Linked DNA regions of Sus scrofa: region 1 is linked to region 2. The links are chromatin contacts, called in public HiChIP or PLAC-seq maps. All regions are on one chromosome and are shown on one strand. The core of a region is the stretch at or near the end of the contact, and the rest is flanking DNA. Distances in the headings are between cores, read along the strand shown. Region 1 overlaps PDLIM5 (PDZ and LIM domain protein 5). Region 2 overlaps BMPR1B (bone morphogenetic protein receptor type 1B).

What was found. HiChIP or PLAC-seq counts read pairs in DNA pulled down with a chosen protein or histone mark.
Region 1: an H3K27ac HiChIP or PLAC-seq map of skeletal muscle shows a contact between it and region 2. The contact joins two enhancer-like sites. A contact is called at or near these places in 1 of 47 Hi-C or Micro-C datasets (skeletal muscle) and 1 of 2 datasets of contacts at active chromatin or transcription factors (skeletal muscle).

What each region holds. Positions count from the first base shown.
Region 1 is chr8:125,061,189-125,067,434 of Sscrofa11.1, reverse strand. All of the region lies in intron 14 of PDLIM5 (PDZ and LIM domain protein 5), which reads left to right. Among named protein-coding and RNA genes, the nearest start is that of BMPR1B, 100 kb to the right of the region's middle. Within about 2 kb of position 1,479, at least 3 of the 83 cell types and tissues checked have an H3K27ac peak or open chromatin away from gene starts, as enhancers often do. A contact at or near this core is called in skeletal muscle, where this site is marked.
Region 2 is chr8:124,890,220-124,896,407 of Sscrofa11.1, reverse strand. The region is part of intron 1 of BMPR1B (bone morphogenetic protein receptor type 1B); the gene reads left to right. Among named protein-coding and RNA genes, the nearest start is that of BMPR1B, 68 kb to the left of the region's middle. Within about 2 kb of position 3,342, at least 3 of the 83 cell types and tissues checked have an H3K27ac peak or open chromatin away from gene starts, as enhancers often do. A contact at or near this core is called in skeletal muscle, where this site is marked.

The DNA of each region.
Region 1 (6,246 bases), core at 230-2,729, 170 kb before region 2:
TCCAAGAAGCAAAAAAAAGCTAAGCTCTTGAGTGACTGTACTACATTGGCACTTACAAAATCTCAGCATTTCTGAACCAGTGGCTCTTAAAATGTTGAAGTTTAGGTGGGAATGTTAATGCAGGTGTCCCACTTGGGGACCTTTTGCTGCCTCTGTGAGTTGCCTTGTTGGCAGGAGCAGATGATGGCTTGAAATGACGGCTCAGTCTCTCTCCTCCTCTTTCATGGACCCTGATTTGAAGTAGTTGAAACAGTGATGTCTCAAGTTGAATAAGGTTAAGACTTACTCGCATCCTCCCCTCCTCTCTTACGTAATTATTCCTTAGGATCATGTTTCTAGTTACTACTTAAAAGGGAGCTCAGGGGACTTCCCACTGCGGCACAATGGGATTGGCAGTGTCTTGGGAACACTGCGACCCAGGTTCAGTCCCCTGCCGGTGTGGTGGGTTAAGGATCTGGTGTTGCTGAGAACTCCATATGCCACAGGGCAGCCAGAAAAACAGGGAAAAAAAAAATGGAGCACAGAAAGTCTCAATACCTTTTTTTCACCAAATATAAAGAATTCTTCTCCTTAACTCACTATTAAATAAAAAATGTATCAAGTACGCAACACAGAGTCCCTTATATTTTTTTTTTTTTAAAAATAGCTTTTGTATTGTGACATTTCCACAGCATAGAAAACCAGAAAGCAAAAATAAAAGTCCGGAAGGAATTCCACCTCCCAGGATAACCACTGTTAGTATTTTAGTTCACACTTTGAAAATGCACACCCATAAGGACAGATGTTGTTTTGCAGAAATGGAATCATGGTATGATATTTTGTAAACTGTTATTTTCCACTTAGTTTGTTTTTTCCACACTGAGTACCTGTTTTATAAGAATCAGCCAGCAGCTGTGGGAGGAGGAATAGTGGGTATAGGGAGAAGGAGAAAAATCAATAGAGGTTTCCAGAGTCTAGAACAGTGTCCAACACATGAAAGGCATTTGGTGAATGTTTGATCATCCATGACTCTAGATCCACTTGTCCTTCAGGCCATGGTATCAGTTTGGTTAGAGTGTTTTTTTAAAAAGTACTGCTATAGGGTCTTACAGCAATATTTAAACTATTATAAAATCTAGTGTAGTATGGCTTTGTTCCAATAAATAATATCTTTCATTACTAACTATATTTAGGGTTATATTTTTAGCATAGATTTAATGCTAATAAAAATAAGTTTTGACTTGTAACAGTGTTTCTGTAAGTTATGGTACTTTGGTTACCTAGCCTAGTGTGTGGGGAATACTATACTCTGGATAAAAACACCCTTTATGGAGACAGGCGTCACTGCTGTTTGTGGGCTGCTGTGAGCAAGTAATTACTGGAAGGGTTAACAAAAATGTCAAACCTATCCGCTGCTGATTCCTCTTGTCAGATTACCAGATTCTGTGATATCCTATACTCACCACCGCTAGCAGATCTGAAAACCTTCGTAGGTGGAAAATGGGAAGATCAAAATAGAAACTCCATTCCCCAGCCCTCACTGCCTTGGTTGCAGTGTTGAATGCTAGACCAGGCTGTAATTTTACAGCACAATCTTCTGCCAAGTGAAATAAATACATATTACATTAATAGCATGAATAGCTATCACTTAATGCCCCCTCATCTGTTAAATTTCACACTGCTCTGGATTATCCCGGCACTTGTTATCAGTTAAGCATTAGAGCTTCATTTGCTAGGCAAGTTAATGAGAACAAGGATTAGCTCACGTCAAGATCCTATAACAGTAATTAACATAACACATTCATTTGGTGCTCAAATGCTAAATCGCAGCTTGAATAGATTGTGGTCAGTTCAGAGACCTCGTCAAAGCATAATTCCAGTTCTTGGCCTCAGTGTCAGTATCACTTACCAAAGCAAGGAGGCCTTAGATCAAGTGACGTTCCCTTGGACACCTGTTTTAAAAACAAGCTGCAGTTGCAGGCTTGCTACTTTCAGAATAGAATATTATAACCTGGCAGACTCTGAAAAGCTTGATTCTTGTATCATTTGTATTGTTTTCTACCATGTAGTATATGTTATTTATTTATAATTTATATTGTTTTGCTTTTTATTTATTTTCCAAATGTTTCAAATTTTCAAAAACTTTTTTTTTTTTTTTTTTGCATTTTTTTAGGGCCACACTCCTCAGCATATGGAGGTTCCCAGACTAGGGGTCTAATTGAAGCTACAGCCACCAGCCTATACCAGAGCCACAGCAATGCCAGATCCAAGCCACATCTGTGACATATACCACAGCTCACGGCAACGCCAGATCCTTAACCCACTGAGTGAGGCCGGGGGTCAAACCTGCAACCTCATGGTTCCTAGTCGGATTCGTTTCCATTGCACCACAATGGGAACTCCCTCAAAAACTTTTTTTTAAAGTAAAGGCAAAGTTAAGTTTATTGTTTTTGGAAAATCTCAGAAACCTGAATCACTGAATGTTAAAACTGAACAGATTGTCTCTTACAGAACATGTTTTTAGCTTAAAACTCCATAGATTGTTTTATTTTGACCTAATGTTTAAAATTTTTTGGTGCATTTGCATCTTAGAAGGATTATGGATGTTTTGCCTAAATTGTATTATTTAGGCAATGCTTTGATTAGTTAGTTGGGTTTTACAGATAGAGAGCATTATATTTTTAGGAAATTCTACTGAAGCTCTGATTACATTTGCTATAGAGCACTTCCAATCTGCTTATGATAGAAGTACCATTTCTTTGACTCTCTCTCTCTCCCTTTTTTTTTTTTTTTTTTTTTTTTGGCTTTTTAGGGCCACAATGGCCGCATATGGAGGTTCTCAGGCTAGGGGTTGAATTGGAGCTGTAGCTGCCAGCCTACACTAGAGCCACAGCAACACCAGATCTGAGCCACATCTGCAACCTCTAGCACAACTCATGGCAACACTGGATCCATAACCCACTGAGCGAGGCCAGGGATCAAACCTTTGTCCTTGTGGATACTAGTCAGATTCATTTCTGCTGAGCCGCAACGGGAACTCCTTCTTTGACTCTTACACTCAAGAACAGATTGACTGTTAGAGTGTTAATATAATAGGAAAACAGAAACCAGGCTACTAACATAGCCAAAACCCACATTTGAGTTTCTCTGGTAGAATAGGCTTCTGAAAGCATTAGCTTATTTTTGGACTGCGATATCTAGTGGCCTTAAAAGCTGTGGCCCACTTGCATTACCTGGAGCTAAATGGAGCATTCACATTTAGCTTCTTAGCATTTTGGTGGAAGAAGTAAGGGATTTACAGTGTTTGCATTTCTTCCTAGATATGCAGTGCTTAAAAAAAGAGCCACCGTTCTACTTTCCTACCTTTGCCTGCAGTACAGCCCCAAACAGTCGCATTTGAGCAACCCATTGGTTATTCCAGGGAGAGAGAAAATTTTCACATCATTGACTGCTTTCTTGCGCTCTTATTTTCCAACTTTTCTCAGAAGGAGGGCCATCTGAGTTACCCCAAGGAGAAGCCAGCAGAGTTTTTTGCCCATTTCACCATCCATTCCCATCTCTGAGCGCTCCCGTTATGAATAGGTTTTATTTATTTTCCCTTCTGGTTAAGATTTTACTTGAAAATAAAAGGCTTCTTGGCTTAATGTGTTTATCCCTCAGTGTAAGGAAACAATCAGAGACATTGACCAAGATTTATGAGCAAGGCATAGACCAGGGTTTCAGAAAGAACAAAATGTTCTGCATCCGTATGATTAATATCTGGTGCCGTTAAGGTCTTGTTTTCAGATAATAATTGTTCACTGTGTGCTTAGTATATGCCAAATATTGTGTTAAGAATTTTTTTTTTTTTTTTGTCTTTTCTTTTTGTCTTTTCTAGGGTCACACCAGCGACTTATGGAGGTTCCCAGGCTAGGGGTCTAATCAGAGATGCAGCCGCTGGCCTACGCCAGAGGCATAGCAACGTGGGATCCAAGCCTCATCTGCAACCTACACCACAGCTCATGGCAATACCGGATCCTTAACCCACTGAGCAGGGCCAAGGATCCAACCTGTGTCCTCATGGATGCTAATCAGATTCGTTATGTGTTAAGAATTTTACCTGAAAAATTAAAAAAAGGAATTCTGTCATGGCTCAGTGGTTAACAAACCCAACTAGCATCCATGAGGACATGAGTTCAATCCCTGGCCTCACTCAATGGGTTCAGGATCTGGCGTTGCCATGAGCTGTGGTGTAGATTGCAGAAGTGGCTTTGATCCCAAGTTGCTGTGGCTGTGGTGTAGGCTGGCAGCTGTAACTCCAGTTTGACCCCCTAGCCTGGGAACTTCCATATGCCAAGGGTGCAACTCTAAAAAAAACCAAAAAAAAAAAAAAAAGAATTTTACCTGAATTCTCATAACCTTGTAAGACAGTTATTGTATTTGCCTCAGTTTCATAAGGAGAAAAACTGAGGCACAGAAAAGCTATGTATTTGCTGAAGTTACATGGATAGTAAATGATAAAACCTGAAGGTGAGCCTAGATCTATCTACCTGTAAATTTCATTCATACTTTAATTTCCACTACTTAAGAATATGTCATAGTGTTCTATTAAGATAAAAAGCAACTATTGACCTCTAAAGAAAGTACTATTCTAATGTTGTGTAAAGAAAGTATATACCAAAATATATTAATGTGTAATACATAAATATTGTGAATGTATACACATATAATACGTAAACAATTGTCTTAAGTCAGGGAAGAAAAAAAACAAGGTTTACGCAGACCTGCCACACCTTAGAGAGTGTGGCAATTTCCTCTTCCTCATAAGGTTAGAGTAAGTGAGAAAGAAGGGAGTGAACAGCAGGTGGAACACTTGTAAGTTCTTAGCTTTGTCCCACATACGTGCATTCTTAGACCCACAGAGGGACCCGGGGGTGGGGGTCCACTCTTCCAGTCCTCATCTAATGTAGAACCATCGTCATTCTATAAGCAGTGTCACCAAATATTTTTTGTGCCACCTCCTTTAGATACCAGCGATACAGAAATGAGGGGTGTGCTTCCTTCCCTTAAGGCGGTTTGTGTTGTAGACGAAATTGTGTCCTCTCACGATTCATATATTGAAGTCCTAACCCTCAGTACCTCAGACTGTGATTGTATTTGGAAATAGGATTTTTAAGAAGTAAAATGAGGTCGTTAAGGTGGGCCTGATCCAATATGAAGAAGAGATTGGGGGAGTTCCCGCTGTGGCGGTGTGGCTTAAGGACCCAACTGCAGTGACTTGGGTTGTTTCAGTGGAGTGGGTTTAGTCCCTGGCCCATCGCAGTGGGTTAAAGGATCTGGTGTTGCTGTAGCTGTGGTGCAGGTTGCAGTCTGTGGTTCAGATCCAGTCTCTGGACTGGGAACGTCCATAGGCAGTGGGTGTAGCCATTAAAAAAAGAAGAAGTCAGGACACAGAACCACAGAGAAGGAAGCCAAAGAGAGAGGCCTTAGAAGACATTCACCCTGCCAACATCTTGACCTTAGACATCTCACCTCCAAAATTGGAAAAAAAGTTAATTCCTTTTGTCTCAGCCACCCCACTTGTTAAGGCTGTTCCGGCAAATTAATACAATTTCCTCTAGTAAAAAAATACAGACAAACAAATCAACAGCCATATCAGTGTGGTGAGTCTAATAGAGATACATCTAGAATCCTGTTGGTGTAAAGAGGAGAGGTGAGAATTAGCTAGCTTCAACAACTGATTACTTTTATTTGAAAGAAATTGCAAGCAATAAAGTTCCATAGTCTACTTATACAATGATACTTTTATACAACAAATATCCATCAAAAACTTATCTAAAGTGTTAGGTAATGCTAAGGTGGTAATCATATTGTAATATATAAACCAACACATTGTTCACCTTAAACTTACACAAGTTGTATGTTAGTCACATCGCAATGTTATATGTTAGTTACAAAGTTACACCTTAGTTACAACGTTATATGTTAGTTGCATCTCAATTTTCAAAAAATGTATTTAAAAGGGGGAGTTCCCTGGTGGCCTAGCAGGTTAAGGATCCAGTGTTGTCACTGCTGTGGTGTGAGTTCAGTCCCTGGCCTGGGAACTTTCTCATGTCATGGGCGTGGCTGAAATAAAAATTAAACAAAGAAAACTTAACAGCAAGTTGCTATACTTAGCGCCAGAGTATGTAAGTGTTAAGAGGCAGTCCCTGATTTCATATATTTTATCATCTGATAAAGAAGCTAAAAACCTGGCACAGTAACCATAATATAGGAATGTAAGTGTCA
Region 2 (6,188 bases), core at 2,093-4,592:
TCCTGTCTTTCACTTTATTTCACTTATTTCCTGAGGTTATATTCCTAAAAGTAGAATTACTGGGAAAAGGAATGTATGCTTTGGAAACATTTTGCTAACTTTCTTTCAGATCTGTGCAATAAATCCTCCTACTAATGATGAATAATCAATATTGATAATATTTTTAATTTTGTTGATTTAGTGGTTATTGATAAATTGATACTAAAATATTAGAAATGATATTTTTGCTAATTTGAGGGGACATTGTGATAAAGAACATGGGTGCTGGAGTTAGGCTGTCTGGATATAAACCCCAGAATCACCCCTAACTAGGTGAGTGATCTTGGGAAGGTTGCTTACCGGTCCTAAGCGCAGGCTTTGCTGGGCTGCAAACTGTGAGTGATGCCATAGCCCACCTCATGTGACATTTTTATTAGGTTATTATTATTATGCTCAATTTTTTTCTTTGCTTTTGGCTACCAGTATGAACATTTATGTCAAACAGATTTGAAATTTGTTTACATTTTATTTTTGTGTGTGCGTGGATGTGTGGATTATTATTTTTTTCTTTTTGGAGAACTTAGCCTATTTTATGCTAAACAGTGACACTCTTCATAGAATATAGTATATATGTACATTTTATCTGGTATTTTGGCATTGTATAGTTTTTTTGGTCTATTTATTTTCTTTCACGTCTGTTTTATTTTAAAAGTGTGTGTGTCATTACAACCCCCTTCTCATATATCTGATAAATAGTTTCGATTTATGCTACTACTTATAAAATTTGAACTGTTGGTATGTAACTCTCCATTCTGTTTGGAACTTGTAAGATGTGAAATAGGATCTAAATCAGACTTCCTGAATTGATGACCATTATTCTTCACCATTGCTTTTCAATAGCTCAAGTTATTTTTCTATAGAAATAAAAAAGACATGAAATGATTCTTAATGAAAATCTATCTATTGCATTGTTTTCTAGAATTTATCTTCTAGAAAGTGAATTTTACAGAAGTTGGTCATATAGAAGGCATTCTTATCAAGGAAAATAAAGGGATCCCGGCTCATTCCTTTCTTAAAGTCTTTAAGGTGAAAGAGAAAGGCGCACAGAACTTTGCTTCTCCATGTGTCTGTCATAAAGATAGTAATTTCACACCTCTAAAGTCCATTGAGAATTACTGGTTAGTACAGCAGCTTAATTCTGAGAAGAACATACCACAAAATTCCTAGAAAATTAGTTTTTAGGCACAGAAATTTTCAAATACTGAGTGTCATTTTCCTTTCATGGTTTCAGACTTTTCCCCTTTTCATTCTTTGAGTAGTTGAGATTCTGGCTCTACAGTTTCTTCAATTTGTGGCCTTTGGCATATAGCCTCAAGGCCTCCGCTTCTCTTCCTGCCTCTGCAGAATGGAAATCCTGTCTCCCTTGTAGGCAGGGCTCATCAGGAGCCATATACTATTGCTGCATTCAGCTGGTAGCATTCTGATTGATTGGTGCCTGTGTCTGGCTGGTTGCTAAATACTGCAAAACTTTCTTTTGCTTCTTGGGGATGAGAGAGAGAGAGAGAGAGTATCTGCTCTATGCTCCGAGGTTATGGGGTGCAGATGGGAGGTAGATGCACCGCAAGAGAAGGTGTAGGGGACATCTGAAAAACCTTTTTGGATGCCTCCACTCTATGTGTCTTCCCACCACTTTCCTGGGGAGCTTCTCTTACTTGGAAGGAGTGTGTTGAAAGCCTCAAATGCTCTGAGGTGGGGAAGACTGGAAAGCCCAGCTGTAGGTAGGTCGTTCCGAACTCGTTTCACAGGAGACTCACCAGGGGAACTTAAAAAATTGTCAGAAACTCTACATTGGTGCCAGGCACTACTTTTTAGATTGCTCTTTTAAAGCTCTTCTCTTAACCTAGATTTAAGGACAAGTACTCGGGATTATTTTTCTGTAATGAAAACAGTACGGCTCTTTGTCCTCAATCTTTTATTACTTTATTAAAGCCTCCTTGACAGATGCCCCTGTAGCAGTTCCTTACAGTGACTTTGTCTTGTGCTTTTATCTATAGTCTTTCTACTTTATTTTATTCGTTAATTTATTATTATTATTATTATTTTTGCTTTTTAGGGCCGTACCTATGGCATATGGAATTTCCCAGGCTAGGGATCAAATCAGAGCCACAGCTGCCAGCCTGCACCACAGCCACAGCAATGCCAGTTCTGAGCTGCATCTGTGACCTACACCACAGCCCATGGCAGTGCCGGATCCTTAACCTGCTCAAGGAGGCCAGGGATCCAACTGCATCCTCATGGATCCTAGTCAGATTCTTTTCTGCTGTGCCACAACGGGACTCCTATAGTCTTGCTATTTTAGTTTAGCCTTCTAGATCTCCTCATTGATTCAGCAAACAATAATGCTCCTAGCCAGTATTTATAACACTGCTAATTTTGTGCCTGACACTGCTATAAGTACTTTATTTAACCCATTTATTTTCCATAAAATAGGTGCTAGTATCACCCCCTTTTTACACATGAGGAAACTGAGGCACAAAGAGGCTAAAAACCTTGCTCGGGGTTATACAGCTAATAAGAGACAGAGCTGGACCTCATTGGTAGGGTCTAAGCTTTTAGCTTCCAGCCTGCATTGTCTCTGGTTGAGCACCTGCTATATGCCATGGACTTTCTGGGGTGCTGAGGTTAACACAGTGAACAGAATAGAAACAAAGTTCTACTCATGATGGGACGTACAGTCTAGTGGAAGTTCTACGGGTGCTCCTGATTTTTAGTCAAGATGTTGTGTCTCAGAAAATGCTCTACCACTAAGCTGTTCGCTCACCCTTTGTAATTATACTTTTGAATAATTGAAAATATATGTTATCTTGCTTTAAGAAAGGGTTTATTAGTCTACACTGATTTGGGGTGGGAAGTGAATAAGTGAATATTTATAGCAAAACATCCCACAGTCTCAGGACTGCTACTTTGCTCTTACAGGGTTAGCCTTGGGCCAGAGGGCACAATTTTATGGTTAGAATGTGCTCAGTCCTCTCAGTGTGAAGGGGCCTAACATATGCCCCCCCTCTTGTTTTTCCTAACTGGAAAAACCCTAATACATATCCAGACCTTTATTAATCCTCACTCACCTTGGCGACTCCTCTTTGTGGCATCTCGTTCTCTGGGCACTGTTAAATGATAAGGGTGGTTAATGAACTAAACTAATTTGAGCCAGAATAATGGCTGATAATAGCTAAAGGAGCTCCAATGCCAGTTGCATCTTAGCAGGAGTTTCCACGTGAGCTCCAAAGAAAGAACTGTGTGGGAATCTGGGGCACTGGGGTGCAGCCAATGGAGGTATTTTTAGCCCAGAGGCCCTTTCATCACCCCCTCCAGTCACACCACTTAAACAGCTGCTTACTCTGTGTGTGTAAACAAGTTCTTCTCCCTCCTCCCCAAGGACCTAGATTTGAGACTCTTATTCAGTCGCTCACAAATAGAGCATTGCTTGTGACCTTTTTCTCTAATCTGGATGCTCTTGAGATGTTCAAGTACATGCTGACAGAGATTCTATGGGAATATGTACGTATCTGCTTCATGGGGAGAAACAGATCTTTTAACAAGGAGCTCATGCTGTACTGCACATTTGGACCCCGTTGGTAGCACCTTAATGGTGGCACAGAATTCAGCTAATGACACTTTGGTTTTTGAAAGGCTGGCTTGAAAGCATTGTATTCCATCATAGTTAAAGGAGTGCTTTCCTGCCACCAGGATCAGTTCCTGAAAGATGTATGTCATATGTGAATTTTTATTCACTGCTGCCCCTTCAGTTTGCTCAGGATGAGTGAGTAGCTGAACAAGCTGAAATTGCCTGGATTTATTATTGATCTTTGCTGCAAAACTGAGCTCCTTGAAGCCTAGGAAGCCTATCTTTCTTGTTGAGAGTATTATTCCACTTCTTCCTCCATGAGGCCCATTGAGATCCGCATTATACAACTGGTGAAAAAAGAAGTAAGGGAAGCAAGAAGCATTTTATTAGGGTGCTGGACCTTGACTGTGTGAGGCAGGATTTTAACTCAGGTGGTCAGATTCAAAAGTTGATGCTTTAACTTCACCCAAAACAAAACAAAAAAAAAAACACCCCAAAATATTAAGTGAATTAAAAATTCATTGTACTTCATCCACAAAAAACTCTTGGTTTTCTTGGAGAACTTTACCAAGCTCATGACTTGTGAACAGTTTACTATCCATGTAACCTGATTGCTGGTCTGCCTTTCCAGTGGGACTGTAACCCCTCCAGGGCAGGGAGAGGGCTTTGTTTATTGTTTATTCCCAGGGCTATGCAGAGTGTTCTATGAAAAAGTGTTTCGCATTACTTAATGCCTTGTTATGTTTAAAACATATTTTTCTCATAAAGATACAGTAATGAGTTGCATCAACAACAGAAGCCTTTTCTTTGAGTATTTGAAAGACCTCAGAACTTTTAAGAAGGATGCTAACTTATTCTCAAAGGGCATTTGTACCTAGGATTCTTAATTCAGACTCAGATCCTAAACAAAATCAGAAATAAAAATATGTTTTCGGTTCTTTTAGATGTTAATGTCACATAGGTACCTAATCTAGTGTGTCCTCAAACTTCATGAATTAAAAGAGGTACATTTAAACTATTAGAAAAAAAGATCCTGATTCAGTCTACTTTTAGCACCAACTTTATCCAAATACCATAGGTTGCTAAAATTGGAGATTTTGGAAATATGGTATTTATAATAATTAGGAATAATGAGTTCTAAGAGAGATCATTAGAGCTCACAATATACTTTAAGTCTTACCAGCTGTGACAGGGCACGCCATTGCTATTCCTCAGATTTTGCCTAGAAGCTTTAAAAGAATCTGTTTATAAACTGGAACCAATACTTAAGTGTCACTGGATTAACACTTCAGAATTTCATGTTTACACGTATATTTCACAACTCTCTTTAATATGCTTTTAAAGCTGGCTGAGACTTATTTATGTGTTACCCAGCTATGCTGGGTTCCATAATCTATAGCTACTTTCTTTTGAAATTAAATTTACTGCCACAGAAAATTGTGGCGAAAATAAAGCCAAAAGGTGTTGCAACCTACTAATTGAAAACATGTATTCTGTAACTAGTAAGCATTAGTAAGCACTTATGAGGTAAGTTTTATTTAGCGTTTTTGAAGTTAAACGCTAACAAAAAATTCATAATAAAAAATACTAGCAAAATGTTCTCAAATAATTTTAGGTAGAATATATACATTTATATATGACAACATAAACATTGTTTTACACTGAATACAAATGTAAATTCAATTCTCAAACAGAATTCGTGCAAAAGAGTGGTTTGGTGTAAGAATGTTGAAAGTGGTTCCTGCCTAGAAAGGTCTTAAATCAAAATTAATAAGAGTTCAGTGAAACAGTTGAACACATAAACTATTAAAGTCAATTCTATAAAACTTGGAAGTCCCTAATATTTGCTAGGCATTGTGCTAGGCAATATAGGTATGAATAAGATGTAAGTGCTAAATTGTATGGACTTAGTTATCAGTGTAATAAGAACAAGATTCATAAATGTTTTCTTCTTGTGGCCTGGGTGCAACGACGTGCTGGCAGCCGGTTTAAAAAATAAACCCATGGGACCTAATCAAACTGAAAAGCTTTTGCACCGCAAAGGAAACCAAAAAGAAACCAAAAAGACAACTTACAGAATGGGAGAAAATAGTTTCAAATGATGCAACGGACAAGGGCTTAATCTCTAGAATATATAAGCAATTTATACAACCCAACAGCAAAAAAAACAATCAATCAATGGAAAAATGGGCAAAAGACCTGAATAGACATTTCTCCAAAGAAGATATACAGATGGCCAGCAAACACATGAAAAAATGCTCAACATCGCTGATTATAAGAGAAATGCAAATCAAAACTACCATGAGATACCACCTCACACCAGGCAGAATGGCCATCATTAATAAGTCCACAAATAACAAGTGCTGGAGGGGCTGTGGAGAAAAGGGAACCCTCCTGCACTGTTGGTGGGAATGTAAACTGGTACAGCCACTATGGAGAACAGTTTGGAGATACCTTAGAAATCTATACATAGAATTACCATATGACCCCGCAATCCCACTCTTGGGCATCTATCCGGACAAAACTCTACGTAAAAGAGACACATGCACCCGCATGTTCATTGCAGCACTATTCACAATAGCCA